3 separate regions of the Sus scrofa genome follow, and regions 1 and 3 are each linked to region 2. The links are chromatin contacts, called in public HiChIP or PLAC-seq maps. All regions are on one chromosome and are shown on one strand. Each heading gives the region's core, a stretch centred on a gene start, on an enhancer-like site or on the middle of the called end of the contact. The rest is flanking DNA. Distances are from core to core; before and after follow the strand shown. Region 1 overlaps LOC110255481 (a long non-coding RNA gene). Region 2 overlaps LOC110255481 (a long non-coding RNA gene). Region 3 overlaps LOC110255481 (a long non-coding RNA gene).

The links. HiChIP or PLAC-seq counts read pairs in DNA pulled down with a chosen protein or histone mark.
Region 1: an H3K27ac HiChIP or PLAC-seq map of alveolar macrophages shows a contact between it and region 2. The contact joins two enhancer-like sites. A contact is called at or near these places in 1 of 47 Hi-C or Micro-C datasets (embryonic fibroblasts) and 1 of 2 datasets of contacts at active chromatin or transcription factors (alveolar macrophages).
Region 3: a contact with region 2 is called in an H3K27ac HiChIP or PLAC-seq map of alveolar macrophages. The contact joins two enhancer-like sites. A contact is called at or near these places in 1 of 47 Hi-C or Micro-C datasets (embryonic fibroblasts) and 1 of 2 datasets of contacts at active chromatin or transcription factors (alveolar macrophages).

What each region holds. Positions count from the first base shown.
Region 1 is chr9:86,705,028-86,710,006 of Sscrofa11.1, reverse strand. The region is part of intron 2 of LOC110255481 (a long non-coding RNA gene); the gene reads left to right. Among named protein-coding and RNA genes, the nearest start is that of AHR, 200 kb to the right of the region's middle. Within about 2 kb of position 2,151, at least 7 of the 83 cell types and tissues checked have an H3K27ac peak or open chromatin away from gene starts, as enhancers often do. A contact at or near this core is called in alveolar macrophages, where this site is marked.
Region 2 is chr9:86,837,252-86,841,590 of Sscrofa11.1, reverse strand. All of the region lies in intron 1 of LOC110255481 (a long non-coding RNA gene), which reads left to right. Among named protein-coding and RNA genes, the nearest start is that of SNX13, 250 kb to the left of the region's middle. Within about 2 kb of position 2,705, at least 18 of the 83 cell types and tissues checked have an H3K27ac peak or open chromatin away from gene starts, as enhancers often do. A contact at or near this core is called in alveolar macrophages and embryonic fibroblasts, where this site is marked.
Region 3 is chr9:86,655,017-86,659,280 of Sscrofa11.1, reverse strand. All of the region lies in intron 4 of LOC110255481 (a long non-coding RNA gene), which reads left to right. Among named protein-coding and RNA genes, the nearest start is that of AHR, 150 kb to the right of the region's middle. Within about 2 kb of position 1,395, at least 13 of the 83 cell types and tissues checked have an H3K27ac peak or open chromatin away from gene starts, as enhancers often do. A contact at or near this core is called in alveolar macrophages and embryonic fibroblasts, where this site is marked.

The DNA of each region.
Region 1 (4,979 bases), core at 902-3,401, 130 kb after region 2:
ACCCAGATGCCCCTGTTAGTCAGTATTTCTGCTTGTCATTTATAAATGTTGGGCAACATTTAAAAGAAAAAAAGATTTATATTTTTAAAGCATATAATAAAATATCCAAGACAATACAATAGAACAGTGAGATAAAGTGTCATAAAATATATACTTTTTTTATTTAAAGTAGAAAAATAAAAGCCCATAATTGGTAACATATCCTAAAAAGTTAGAGATGAAACAATAAAAACTAGAAATTAAAAGATTAAAGAAAATAAAATTTAGAGTTGAAAAACAAATACTATTAGCTGGAGGACCAAACCAAATAAAGTTGTAAAATAGAATATATGAATTAATTTAGAGAATATAAAAAATGGTTAGAATCATAAGTAAAGACAGAATTCAAAGATTAACTGGGGAGTTCCCGTCGTGGCGCAGTGGTTAACGAATCTGACTAGGAACCATGAGGTTGCGGGTTCGGTCCCTGCCCTTGCTCAGTGGGTTAACGATCTGGCGTTGCTGTGAGCTGTGGTGTAGGTTGCAGACGCGGCTCGGATCCCGCGTTGCTGTGGCTCTGGCGTAGGCCGGTGGCTACATCTCCGATTCAACCCCTAGCCTGGGCACCTCCATATGCTGGGGGAGCGGCCCAAGAAATAGCAACAACAACAACAACAAAAGACAAAAGACAAAAAGACAAAAAAAAAAAAAAAAAAAAAAAAAAAAAAGATTAACTGGGACCCTTTGGTCTGTGGCTGTTGTGAACAGTTCTTTGACTTCATGGTCAGTTTTTCTTCCCAGACTAGAAGTGTATTGGTGGGGATTTTGGGGCTTTGAGGCTCCCAGTTGGATGATTTCAGGAGAGCAGAGCCTTGAGGTTTTGGCCATGAAGCTCACTCCTTGTATTTTTCCTATCATGACCCCACCCTTCACTTCCAGTCAGGCGAAGCTGACCCCGATAGCTCCCCAAACATATGACTGATGCAATCTTTATTTGAACACATACTCAAATATTTGCAGTATGCAAAAAACTGGTTTCTTTGGGCGAAGAGAGAGAACAAAATGAAACTTAAACTTAGTAAAAGCCCCTAAAATTTACACTTAGCCCTTACTCTCATTTTCAAAAGAGAAATTAATTTTATCTATTAGCTCCTCTCAATTTGTAAAGCTGGTTTAAATTACATCTGTGTCAGTTCCAATTCATGTTACAAAATTATAATGTTTACTTCATTTCACAAATAGGTAGTTCTTAAAAATTTTGATTTTCCTCTCATTATCTCCTGTATAATGGAAGTGGAACAGACTGGTTTGGGTCTCAAACAAAACAAAACAAAACAAAACAATTATGCCAAGGCTGGAAGTCGGCAGTTTCATTTCAGTTCTCTAGACAAGTAAAAACAAACTTTTCTAAAATGGAATGGATATCACTGAGATAGGAACAATGAACAAGTTTTTTTTACTTGGAGTAGCTTGGGATCATTTTATTTGATCAACATACAATGATTCTGTCATAAGCAAAATGATTTGATTTAAGCAAATGTCCTTGAATAAAATTTCACCTTGACTTGAGTCCCATTTGGCTACATCTATTGTAGTAAACCTACATGTCATGCATAAATGGTACCACATGGGTGTACTTCCTATAAATGGGCAACAGGTCGTAAACATTATACTGAAAGTGACACTTAAGAATAATTGTGGTTTAGAAAGATCTTGAAATCTGGGAATGTTTGATAAAAACTTTTTCTCCATAGAAGGCCAGCAGTGAAGCCATTTAGAGAATTATGCATTGACTGTTGTCTCCAATTCATTCATTTCTGAATTAGTGAATACTTCCCTGGAGGTAAAATTTCAGCAATATCATCTACAAAAACCTCTTAAAGAGAAGCTACCCGTTCAAGAACAAGAACAACAACCAACCTAGGATTGCATTTGAGGGACTAGCTAAAGTTAATATTTAAGTTCAACATTTCAATTGTAGGATGAGCTTATCTCAAAATAGTCCTAGCTATTTAACCTGGTTTTGAAGTCTCAGTTCTAAAGCAAGCCTAGGTATTGGTAGACCTTTTGGGAGCTGGGTAAACAACAGTGATAGTGATGCTACCATACGGACTCTGTGACTACATTGCCTGACAGAGCTCCAGGGCCACCTTAAAAGAGCCTGAAGGGAAAGGTCACTTGCACCATCAGGGTCATTAGCACACTTCCTGTGTCATAATTCACTTTGCTGAACCAGCTTAACATGGATTTCAGCTGCTTCTGAAAGGCATGCTTGAAAAACCACTCATATTCCTGAGTCCCAAGCACTTTGAGGGATGGTACTGTTAGAATTTATTTTTAATTCCCTTCCCACACAAGTTCTTGACCTTATTACCATCATGGTGGTGACTGACCAAAGAGGTCCAGTGTACCCCATTTGTAGAACATTATTGATCTCAGACAAAACATCATACCTCCTACAGGAAGCATTTAGCTGTACAGCATCCTCAAAGTTATTATTTAGAACCCTGGGCTCCTGATCATATCTTTATTTCAGAGGAAACACTTGGAAGAGTTTGCAAAACTCATACTTACACATTTTCCTATGTCCTGAAGCACAACAGACCTTTCCTCTGGAATTATAGATATCTCCTATAACTTCCCTGCTTTGTTCAATGAACCTGGATTGTGTCCAGTACTTCAAAAAGATTCACACAATCTCTAGTATCCAACATGTTGCTGGCACCCCCACATTGAGGGAGAAGCCATTGGTTCAGAAGATGAGGTATATTCATCTCTTTTTGTCTCATTTGTGTAGCCCAGCCCTACCACGATGTTAAGAATAGGTACCTGGGCCTGATTTATGTTGCCTGATCTTACTATTGTCCTGCTGAATTATTTGCTCTGCCCAAAAGGACTCTTTTATGTTGCTGCAGCCCTAAAGCCTGCCACAGAGACTAAGAGGAAACCAGAAGGTTTAGGCCAGCCCCTTGGGCTCCCAGGGCTGTAGAGACATAGCACCTGTGGGAACAAGAGGGGTGCTGAACAGAGGAGTTCATGTGAAAAGCACACTTTAACCCACTTTTTGCCAGGTAAGCATCTGTACATTTTTGCCCACCCTCCATTCAAGGATAATGTTTAGTTTCATGTTCTTTAAAAGCCTAGACATGTACCTCCACCCCCCAATTTGGCTGCTCCTAGAATAATATCCTTTGGATGGTCAATGTTTATCAACCCAACCTCCCTGTTTGAATTTTATTCTACCTCTTGGATTCCCCATTTTCAGATTCATCTGGTCCTTTCTCTGTAAGTATCCATTGCATGTTTCCTGACTTGACTTTCGGTTCCAGAATTCTGATAATCTCTTGCATTTCACATAGTCTCTTTACAAGCAATAATGGATATAGTCCTCCTCCCCATTTTTTTTTTTTTTGGTATTATCTGTATATTCCCATACCTGCTCACCACTCTCACAGACCAAATATGTCTCCTTTAACAGGCAAACATTGGACAAGGCTAAAACCAAGAGAAAATTGGTGAAAATTGTTCAGTCCAACATAAATTAGTTCAACCTTGCTCTAACTTTAACAAACCTGGTTCACAAGTGTTCAGATTAGGTTAGAGTAGTTAAAACTTATCTTTTAACAACACTCACATATCCAGTTGGACATCTGATTCCTCTCTACCTGGTTTCAGTTCTGGTCAGTAGTCTGTTTAACAGGCAAAATAATGAATTGAAAGACAAATGCTTTTTCACTTATGGCACCTTAAGATCTTGTGGCTGTGAAAGAATTATTTACTAGAAAATTTATCATATTTATGTCATGAATCTATTTTGAACCTAAAATATTAATTTCATTTTGAGAAATACCAGATGAATAATTTGATCACTCAAATAGGAAGAGGTTACCTGAAATCTTAGAAAATAAGTATAAATTAGAAAACACATATCGCTTGCAATATTATTTCTTTGAATTTCAAAATTTAAAGATAAAAATCATCTATATCTGAGACTATAAAGACAGAAAGCAGCATAACTTTAAAATCCAATATCACTGAGAGAAATGGGGAACAAAAAGAGAATATTGAAACTATGCAAACTATTTCTATTTGAAATGTAGTTCTTAACTTCTAAGCTTTGGTCAATACCTCTCAAAATATCTACTGAACACTAAAAGTGTGTATTTTTAGGTACCAAGTTGTTTCAAAGTCTAAAGAAATGAGTCTTTTTCTATTAAAAGGATAAAGAAGGATGGTGTAAAATTCATTTTCCTTCTAAGCAGTGTTCATATTCAGATTTTTTTTTTTAAATCTACCTAAACATCTTTTCATGCACCATGTTTTTTCAATCAATTTTTTGGCTACGTATCTTAAATTTAGAATTGAAACTGTTCCATTGAAGGCTTCCAGAAAAGAGAAAATGAAAAATTAAGTGCTGATTTCAGGCTTATTGAAGTCTCTGCCTAAATCTGCTTTTGAGAATTAATAGTGCCAAAGTTATTTCATTTGTGACTTATTTACCATTTGGCTGAAACGACAGAGTAGAAATCATTATCTTATCACATCTTTGCCTCTAGGGCCAGCAATTTCCCTTTAGTGAATACCTCCTAAAAATGCAGTTTTTTAAATGGAAAGTAATGTTTGTATTAGAAAGTAGGTATTCTCTTGATCTCTACTGGAGAGATTTCTTCACACTTGATGGATGATGGTTAAACTTTGTGCTATCCTTTGTGAAAAGCTTAGTACTTTAGGTACTTCTTGTGTACCACACAAAACAATCAGTTATTGTGCAATTCTTTGCCATTAAAATGTGGCCTAAATGGTGAAAATAAATGGTATCACCATATGAATCTAAGTGATTCAGGGGCAAATGCCTTGGTAAGGGGAAAAAAACTATATATTATTGAATCAGAACATTAAACTTAATTTATTAGAGTCGACAAAATTAAAACCTAGGTAGTTCTGAGTTGTGCTCCAAATCCCACAGATTATTTAAAGAGTTAAGCCTGACATTCAGAGTC
Region 2 (4,339 bases), core at 1,456-3,955:
AAAATGTTGAAGCTAAAGTGTTATTTCTGAATTGCAACTAAACAAGGTTAGGGTGCCGGTAAATACCATGGTCAAGAGCCAAGAAAGGTCAGTGAGAACTTTTTCAGCCACAAACAAAGCAAAACAACAGCAACAAAACCAACTAATTCTAAAGAAACAAAGGTAGCAAGTCTTTAAAATATTTATGTGGGGAGTTCCCGTCGTGGCGCAGTGGTTAATGAACCTGACTAGAATCCATGAGGATACAGGTTCGATCCCTGGCCTTGCTCAGTGGGTTAAGGATCCGGCATTGCCGTGAGCTGTGGTGTAGGTCGCAGATGAGGCTAGGATCCCGAGTTGCTGTGGCTCTGGTGTAGGCTGGTGGCTACAGCTCCGATTGGACCCCTAGCCTGGGAACCTCCCATATGCCTCGGGAGTGGCCCAAGAAGTGGCAAAAAGACAATAAAATAAAATAAAATATTTATGTAATAATTCTTAACGTATCATTCTTCCTTTCCTTACATCACAAGAATATCATGGAGGCTTTAGGAAACATGTCTACAAAAAAACTGTACATTGTAGCAAAATGAGGGCTTTAGGGTGGAAATCTCCAGGTGGAAAAAATGGGATCAGTAGACTAGCTGATATATTTGACCGTGTGGAGGATTATTTTGAGAGGCTGTTTGAAAGTGAGGGTATAGCTACAGTGACATAGAAATGAAGCTAAATAAATAATAAAAATTGGAGAAATGTTACTTTCTAGAAAAATAAAAGTGGTACATTAAGGAAGGACTCACCTTCTTTAATGTATTCACCACTTGGTTTAGCAGCAGTTTATACACTCACAGTAATTTAAAGAAAAATAACAGAGGTGGAAGGAGGTAAGGATAGTAGTTATCTTTCAAAATAAGAACTGAATATATTATACTTAAAATTGATAAATCTAATACCATCATAAGCACAGTTTTTAGAAACACAGAGATAAATACTTGAAAAACAAAAAGCAATAAAAGCACTTGGTTTGGATATTGAGATGAGTTAGAAGTGTAAGGCAAGGGGCAGCAGTTTTTTAATATGCTTTTTTAGACTCTTATAATAGGTCTTTAAAAAAAAAAAACATGTTTCACACAATATCCTATGTTTCTGGGTCAAGTTTTACAGAAAAATCCAGATTTGAAAGTATTGGAATCCAACTCAAGCCTGTGCTGGTCCTGAGAACTGAGGTTACTTTGCAAATGGACTTGTGTCCTTGCCTGCCCTTCCCCTGCCCCCACCCCACCCCTCCCTCTGCATTGGGATTTCTAGTTCTCCCTTTGGTGAATCTCTGTGTTACTGTTTGTTGAGAATGTTTATTCAAAGTTCAACAATTCCATTCAGTTTTTCTCCAATTTCTGTTTCTTATTTTATTTTTATTTTTTATTTTTTGCTTTTTAGGGCCACAGTTGTGGCATATGGAAGTTTCCAGGCTAGGGATTGAAGGGAGATACAGCTGCCAGCATACACCACAGCCACAGCAACATGGCATCCAGGCTGTGTCTGTGACCCACACCACAGCTCATGGCAATGCCAGATCCTTAACCCACTGAGCAAGGCCAGGGATCGAACCTGTATCCTCATGGATTCTAGTCAGGTTCATTAACCACTAAGCCACGAAGGGAACTCCTTTTTTTTCTTTTAATTCAAGTATAATTTTTAAAGAAAATATTTAAAAAATTACACATCGAGTGTGATCCTAATAATACAACATTTTCTTTTTCTCTCTGCCTGTCTCTAAAGCTACCAGAAGTGTCTGGATTGTGTTCAGTAAAGATAGTATAGGCTAATCTGGGAAGCAGGATATGGTTGATTTATTGCCTTCTTTCTATGTGACTTTTTATATTGCTTGACCTCATTTAAACAGAAAACTATTATTTTTGTAAAAAAACAATATGAAAACTTGAAAATAATTTCATCCAATTACCAACTCATTTTGAAACTCTTTGATAACTGAAATGGCATTTTTTTTCCCCCTCTTTACCACTCTGAGTAACTAGTTGCGAGGACTAGGTCCTTATCAAGGTAAACCTTGTGCTTCTCTCCAGGTGTATTTGTATGTACGTAAGCTTTCTGAAGTCAGATACTGTGTGTGTGTGTGTGTGTGTGTGTGTGTGTGTGTGTGTGTGTGTGTGTGTGTGTGTGTGTGTGCTGTGTTCAAAGCTATATCCCTAGTGCCCAGAGCAGTGCCAGGTGCATGGTAGGCCTTAAAAAAATTCTATGAAAGACTAATTGACAAAGAACTTGGGGCACATTTTATAAGATCTAGTATGTTAGCAAAAAGTGTTTATAAGAAGTACAAATTAGGAGTTTGGGATTAACATATATACACTACTATGTGTAAAATAGATAACTGACAAGGATCTACTGTGTAGCACAGGGAATTCTACTCAATATTCTATAATAACCTTTACAGGAAAAGACTCTGAAAAAGAATGGATATATGTATAACTGATTCACTTTGCTGTACACCTGAAATTAACGCAACATTGTGAGTCAACTCTACTCCAATTTTTAAAAAGTACACACGTTACCAGGTATTCATCATGCCCTTTTGAATATTCTCATAATGCCTATTTTTTTTTTTCCTCTAAGATCAGTTTCATAACGCAGCTATCAGTCCCAGAGAACTGGAAGTTTTGGTTGCATAACTGTCCTTAGTTGTTCCTCAATTCAGCATCACTGCTGACCAGTGTAAGATGGGTGTGACGTGCACTGCCTTTTCAAAAGAGCCGTGTTGGGAAGCACTGACTCATAGTGTAGTGAGAAATGGAAATGACGACCCAGATAAAGAATGTCTAAGCCATTGACGAACCTAACAGAGCTGTGGAGGGTGGCATGGGTGTCCTCACATGCCCACTGCCCCGATTGAGCTGCTTGAGCTGAGACATAGAGTCATGCCTAGGGCCTGGCTCTGACTTTGCAGGGTCCCTGCTGCCTGCTCCCTCCTTCCTCTTATTCCTGAGGCTCTCGGGACTCAGTCAGCTTCCCTTTTCTGTGTAAACCTACTCCTGGCTGTGGGTTAAGAAGAACCCTGCTTCCTCCCCCACCCACAGTGTTCTCCTTGTCTCTTTGCTCCTGTAGCATTTTGGATACAAGAAACGGTGCTAGTTCACAGCTTGCATTCCAGGTTTGAAACACTTGGGTTTGAACCCTTTGCCCTCTTATGGGCTTTGATAAGGCACTCAGCACCTCTAGAGCCTGTCTTTGCTCATCTGTAATAGTACCTGCCTACAGTATTATTGTGAGGGACTAAATAAAAATATTGAGGTAAAGCACTTAGCACAGTAGTCACTTTTTTCTAAGCAACTTGAGCATAAAGGTTGCTCAATAAATCTTTGATTAATGAGTAATTGCATATAAGTAGGTGTACATATTATAATATCATCTATAGCTATGTATAATATAGAATGAGGTAAAAATGGTGTTTTGAAACTCTAATTTGCTTATGACTGTGGATAACATTATTAGAATAATTATGTATAGCATTATTAAAACTCTGGGTTAATTACATTGGAGATTTTTCCTCACTATAATTGGAATTACCAAGTTTAATTATTCTTGGCTTCAAGAAACTTAAGTCTTCAGGACAGTAACAAATCACCAAGAAAGGAGACTGGGCGCTAGAAATGTAATTCTCTGGGCCAGTTTTGGATTAAGCTGAAGGGAGAGGATGGAGAAGATTTGAGACCGCTTGATCCCTTGGCGGCGGGAAGGTGCTGTGGGTCACTCCTTGCTGAAACCTCTCTTTCATGATGCCCAACTTCTCCCAGGGACAGATTTTTCACAGTAGGCAACCTGCTGGGTGAATACACTCACACACACTGAAAGTCAAGAAGGTAGGGTGGAAGAACCAACTTCTGGGGGAGGAAAAGTTGGCTACTGAAATTATGGGTTTTAACTGATGCTGTATTCAAGTGGATGTGTCCAGAAGACTTAGGAGATAAAAATGTTATGAAGGAGGAGATGTGGCTGACAACACTGAATGCTATGAGATATCACGGAGCCTGAGGACTGAGATAAGCTATCTGAAGTCTTTTAAAGCTGTTTAATTTCTTTTTGGATATCTGTTCATCTTGAGGGTGCTTGTCACACTGTTTTGTTGGCAAAGAGAATCACAAAGTCTAGTTAAGATAAAGCTGGTTTTGATTCTACAGATAAAACTGAGGATATTTTATTAGAGAGATCTGTGATACAGGTCAACCTCATTTTATGGTGCTTCGATTTATTGTGCATTACAGATATTGTAATATTTACAAATTAAATGTTTGTGGCAATTCTGTGATAAGTTCATTGATGCCATTTTCCCAAGAGCATTTTCACACTT
Region 3 (4,264 bases), core at 146-2,645, 180 kb after region 2:
CAAATATTAGTTGAATATATATGCACGGATTTATTTCTGGGTTCTCTATTCTTGTTCTGTGTGTCTAATTTTGTACCAATACTATACTATTTTAATTGCTGTAGCTTTGAAGTATAGTTTGACATCCGGAAGTATGATACCCTCTTTGTTCTTCTTTCTCAAGATTGCTTTGGTGATTCAACATCTTTTGTGTTTTCAAATAAACTCTAGGATTATTTTTTAATGTCTATAAAAATGTCATTGGAATTTTCACAGGGATTGCATAGAATCTAGAGACGGTTTTGGGTTGTATGGATATTTAACAGTATTACTTCTTCATAGCACACTTTTCATAAATAATGTTGAATATATTTTTGATAAAATTATTTGTGAAATTTTATCAAAAATATATTCAGCTTGCTTTTATTTATCAATAGCATTTAATTTTTCTAGATGCCTAGAGTATTAGAATTACAATTAAGTCTAACAATCACTTCTATTATCTCCCAAAAGGGATAGATTTTAGTCTTGTCAGAGGCCTATTTATTTTCAAAGGCTTTCAGGCAAAGTATTGCATAACTTTAGCGGGTGCTGTTGATATCCCACTCTTATTCCCTCAATGCCCTTCTAGTAAGACAGTTTCTTAATGTAAATGCATGCAACTCTCTGCCTAAGAGCTTTCTCTGGCAGGAGCAGCAAGCTTGGTCCATATGTGTATAGGGAAAGCTGGAAGATCTGGGTAGTGAACCACCCTGTAAGCATCCCTTAATCAACCAGTCAGGAGTTGGTAGATAAATACTCCAGCCTCTTTATATCTTAGGTGGGACAACTTTGAAGTGTGTTCTCTGTAGGAGGATTGAGCTCCATTTTTATTGAGTACTTATCTGTTCATTAATATGTCCTCTGCTGGTTTCCTTCCTTCCCCACTCTCCTACCACGGCTTCACTCCGCAAATAAACCATTTGGACTGAAATCATTGTCTCAGGGTCTGCTTTTAGGGGGAATCCAACCTAAAAACTTCCTCAATTAGGTTTTCTAAAAATATATCCAGCCAGCTCCAAATCACACTTTAGAATGCTCCCTCACCAGTGATGTTTACAAGGGAAAGCAGGCCTGGATGCCATTTCAGAAAACTTCTTTATAGTTATACAAGCCAGAACACTATAACAGAATCACATTTTTCAGTAATATCCATTGGCTGTATAATAAAGTAGACAAAATACTCTAAAGAAAGGCTTTTCAAATTAAACAAAATAAATAAGAATTTCTATCTTGTTGTGTAATAGAAGGAATAGTTTTTATGTCTTTTGAAAGTTAGTAGCAATGCCTTTCCACTTCTGGGTTCTGATGAATCATCACTTGCTTAACAGACACAGATGAGGAAATACTGGGAGAGAAGAAGGAGATGGGGTGGTGGGGCATTTCCTGTATTTGCTAGTTTGTGATAGTATTTAGTCTAATAGTCACTGGACTTAATTTTCCCCAAGTTGGGAGTTGGTCATAGAGAGCTTAAGAAGATTTGTTTGTTAAATTGATTTCTCTGCTACCCTCCTAACTTAGATCAAAGAATTAATTCTTACATTAATGGAACTGAGGTAAAAGATGGAAATGAGCTTACATTTTAGAATTTATATAATATTAATTTTTAATAGCCACAATTATTACTCTTATATTGATCACTAATTTGTTGCTTACTTCCTAAATATAGTCATTTGTCTTAGGTCAAATTCCCCAGCACACAGACTCTGAGACAGAGAGTTGCATGAAAGGGGCTTTTTGGAATGTGCTCTGGGGGTCAGAGTGCCAGGTAGAGCAGAGAGCCAGAGAAACTGGGGTGACGTTCAGGGGCAACGAAGGCCTCAGGCAATCTCATGGGGAGTTCTGGAGCTGATTGCCCTTCAGACTATCTTGAATTGAGGCTCCAAAGAGGGCCAAGTCTTCCACTCTGTGCCAGTCAGCTGCTGGATGCAGATGCACCCTGTGAGAGAGCATTTTAGTTTTAGTGGCTCCCTCCAACTCAGGGAAATGCCCAGAGAGGACTTAGCTCTGAGCCAAACTGTAGTTGAGGGGGAAATACAAGCCTCTGGCATTAGCAGGGGTACTGAACAACATTAGCCACTCAAGCCAACAGCCAAGTGCATGTTTGCCAGAGTATGAGAACTGTTGTGAAAGAAAACAGTATTTTGTTTACTCAGACACTCTGAGTAATAGTAAATCACGTAGTTTGATTTTCAAATTTCAAATCATTAGAATGCAACAAATACACTTAAAGCCAACTATGTGAATTATCATTTAGTTTTTCTAGCTGACACAGATGGAGGAACAATGATCTAAATCTTGAAGAACTTTAAGAACAACATTTCTTAGAAAGAAGCTTAGAGATGTGTGCATTAATATCTTTCTGACTGATAGATAATAGATGACTCCTTCATCTTAAGCAATGCTTAAACATTTTATTCATAATATCACTGGCCTCTGTGTCCATTTTTGTTTCTGGTTGCTACTGTTTCTCTGGCTAATCCAAGACTGATGTTGGTGCCTCTGGGATGCAGGCATTTACATGGTGGCTGCTGAATCAGTTCTTGGGTAGGAAGGTAGGTCTACAAGGGAAACCTGCCGACTGAGTAATTTCCTGAGCTGGACTATCCATCTGCATTCTTTGCAGCCCAGTGCTCTCCCACCTTCTGTGGTACATCCTACAGGATCTTGCTGCTGGCTCCCCTTACTCCCAGAGCAGTCTTTGGTAGCATATCAGCTGAAGACCTCCCACCTAAGCATTTTCAATGATGTCCTCAGTAAACTTGTGCATTCTTGTACAACAGATGAAGGAACACAGGAACACACCACTTCTGCCCTCCCCACTCAGCTGTCTCTCTTCTGTTACATTCTAGTAGACACAGGTCACCAAGTCTGTGGCAAGGACAATTCTGGGACAAAGGGAAAATCCTACTCAGTATATATATTTCTATGTCTACATGTGAATTATTATTTATTAATTAATCCCTAGCACTTAAAACAGTATCTAAGACAGAGGAAGAATTGAATAAATATTGGTTGCAAGACCGAAGTTTTAGCTCCTCAATAGCTATTTACAAAAAAAAAAAAATGCGTTAACTCTATAAGAAGATTTTTCTCAAGTCACAGCTAAATTGCTCCCATTCCATCTCTTTCTGTTTTCATTGGGCAACAACATCTGTTCCCCAACCCCTTTATAAGGTGTATTAGACACACCAAGACTGCAATTAAGCCACGCACAGCCTTCTCCTTCTTTTGGCCAACCAACATCATTTCCGTGATCCCTTCCTTATAAGCCCGGGTTTCCAACCCTTTAATCATCTCTGCTCTCTTCTGGATCCAAATGTCCCACTTACTTTGAAACTATGGAGACTCAAATGGAAATCTATTGTAACGATGCTGTAAAAGTTTGGCAAATTTCAGGGGAAACCAACATCTGTTTGGTCCTTTTTCATTATCTTCTTGCTGCCTTTTCATTAAGGAATTCCCAGGAAAAGTTTTAAAATATATTTTTAAAATTAATTCAACAATTTCTTTTCTAGTATCTTTCTATTTGTATGCATATGATTTCTATGCAAAAATGGATTCATTTAAAAGGATTTCTAAGTTCCCAATATAAGCGTTTACAAATGTTTAAAAATATCTTGCACATATTTTTAGAATGGAATTGCAAAATACTGATCTTTTTAACACTTTAAAAATCTCTCACTTTTGCCTTTTAACTCAGCAGTGACATTGTTTTTGAATAAATTGTTTTTCAGATGGAAAATATTTTTGTTATTTTTATTTGAAACTTTCCCATGTTCGTGAGATAGACCCATTGAATAAGAATAAAAATAATAATGGGTATTACATAGCACTTACTCTGTGGCAGGCAAATGTTTTGAATATTTTAACATATTTAATCTTTACAAATACCCAATGAGCCAGCTACTGTTGTTATCCTCATTTTTCAGATGAAGCAATCGAGGGTCAGAGAGGTTAGGGACCTGTCCAGGATAGCAAAGCAAATGAGGTTCAGAGCTGTGATTTAAAGCCCAGAAGCCTAACTCTAGACCCTATGACCTTAGGATGATGAGCTGCCATATGTTTATGAATATAGTAGTGGACTGACTCTTGGCAGAAGGATTCTTTTTATGAGTGGTTTTTAATACACACAAGCAGAGTTTTTCTTTGTATTTAAACCTTATTTTTCTAATGCAGTTAATATAATTGGGCACTGACACAGATTTGACAGAAGAAATGACTCACGTAGTGTCTTCACTGATAC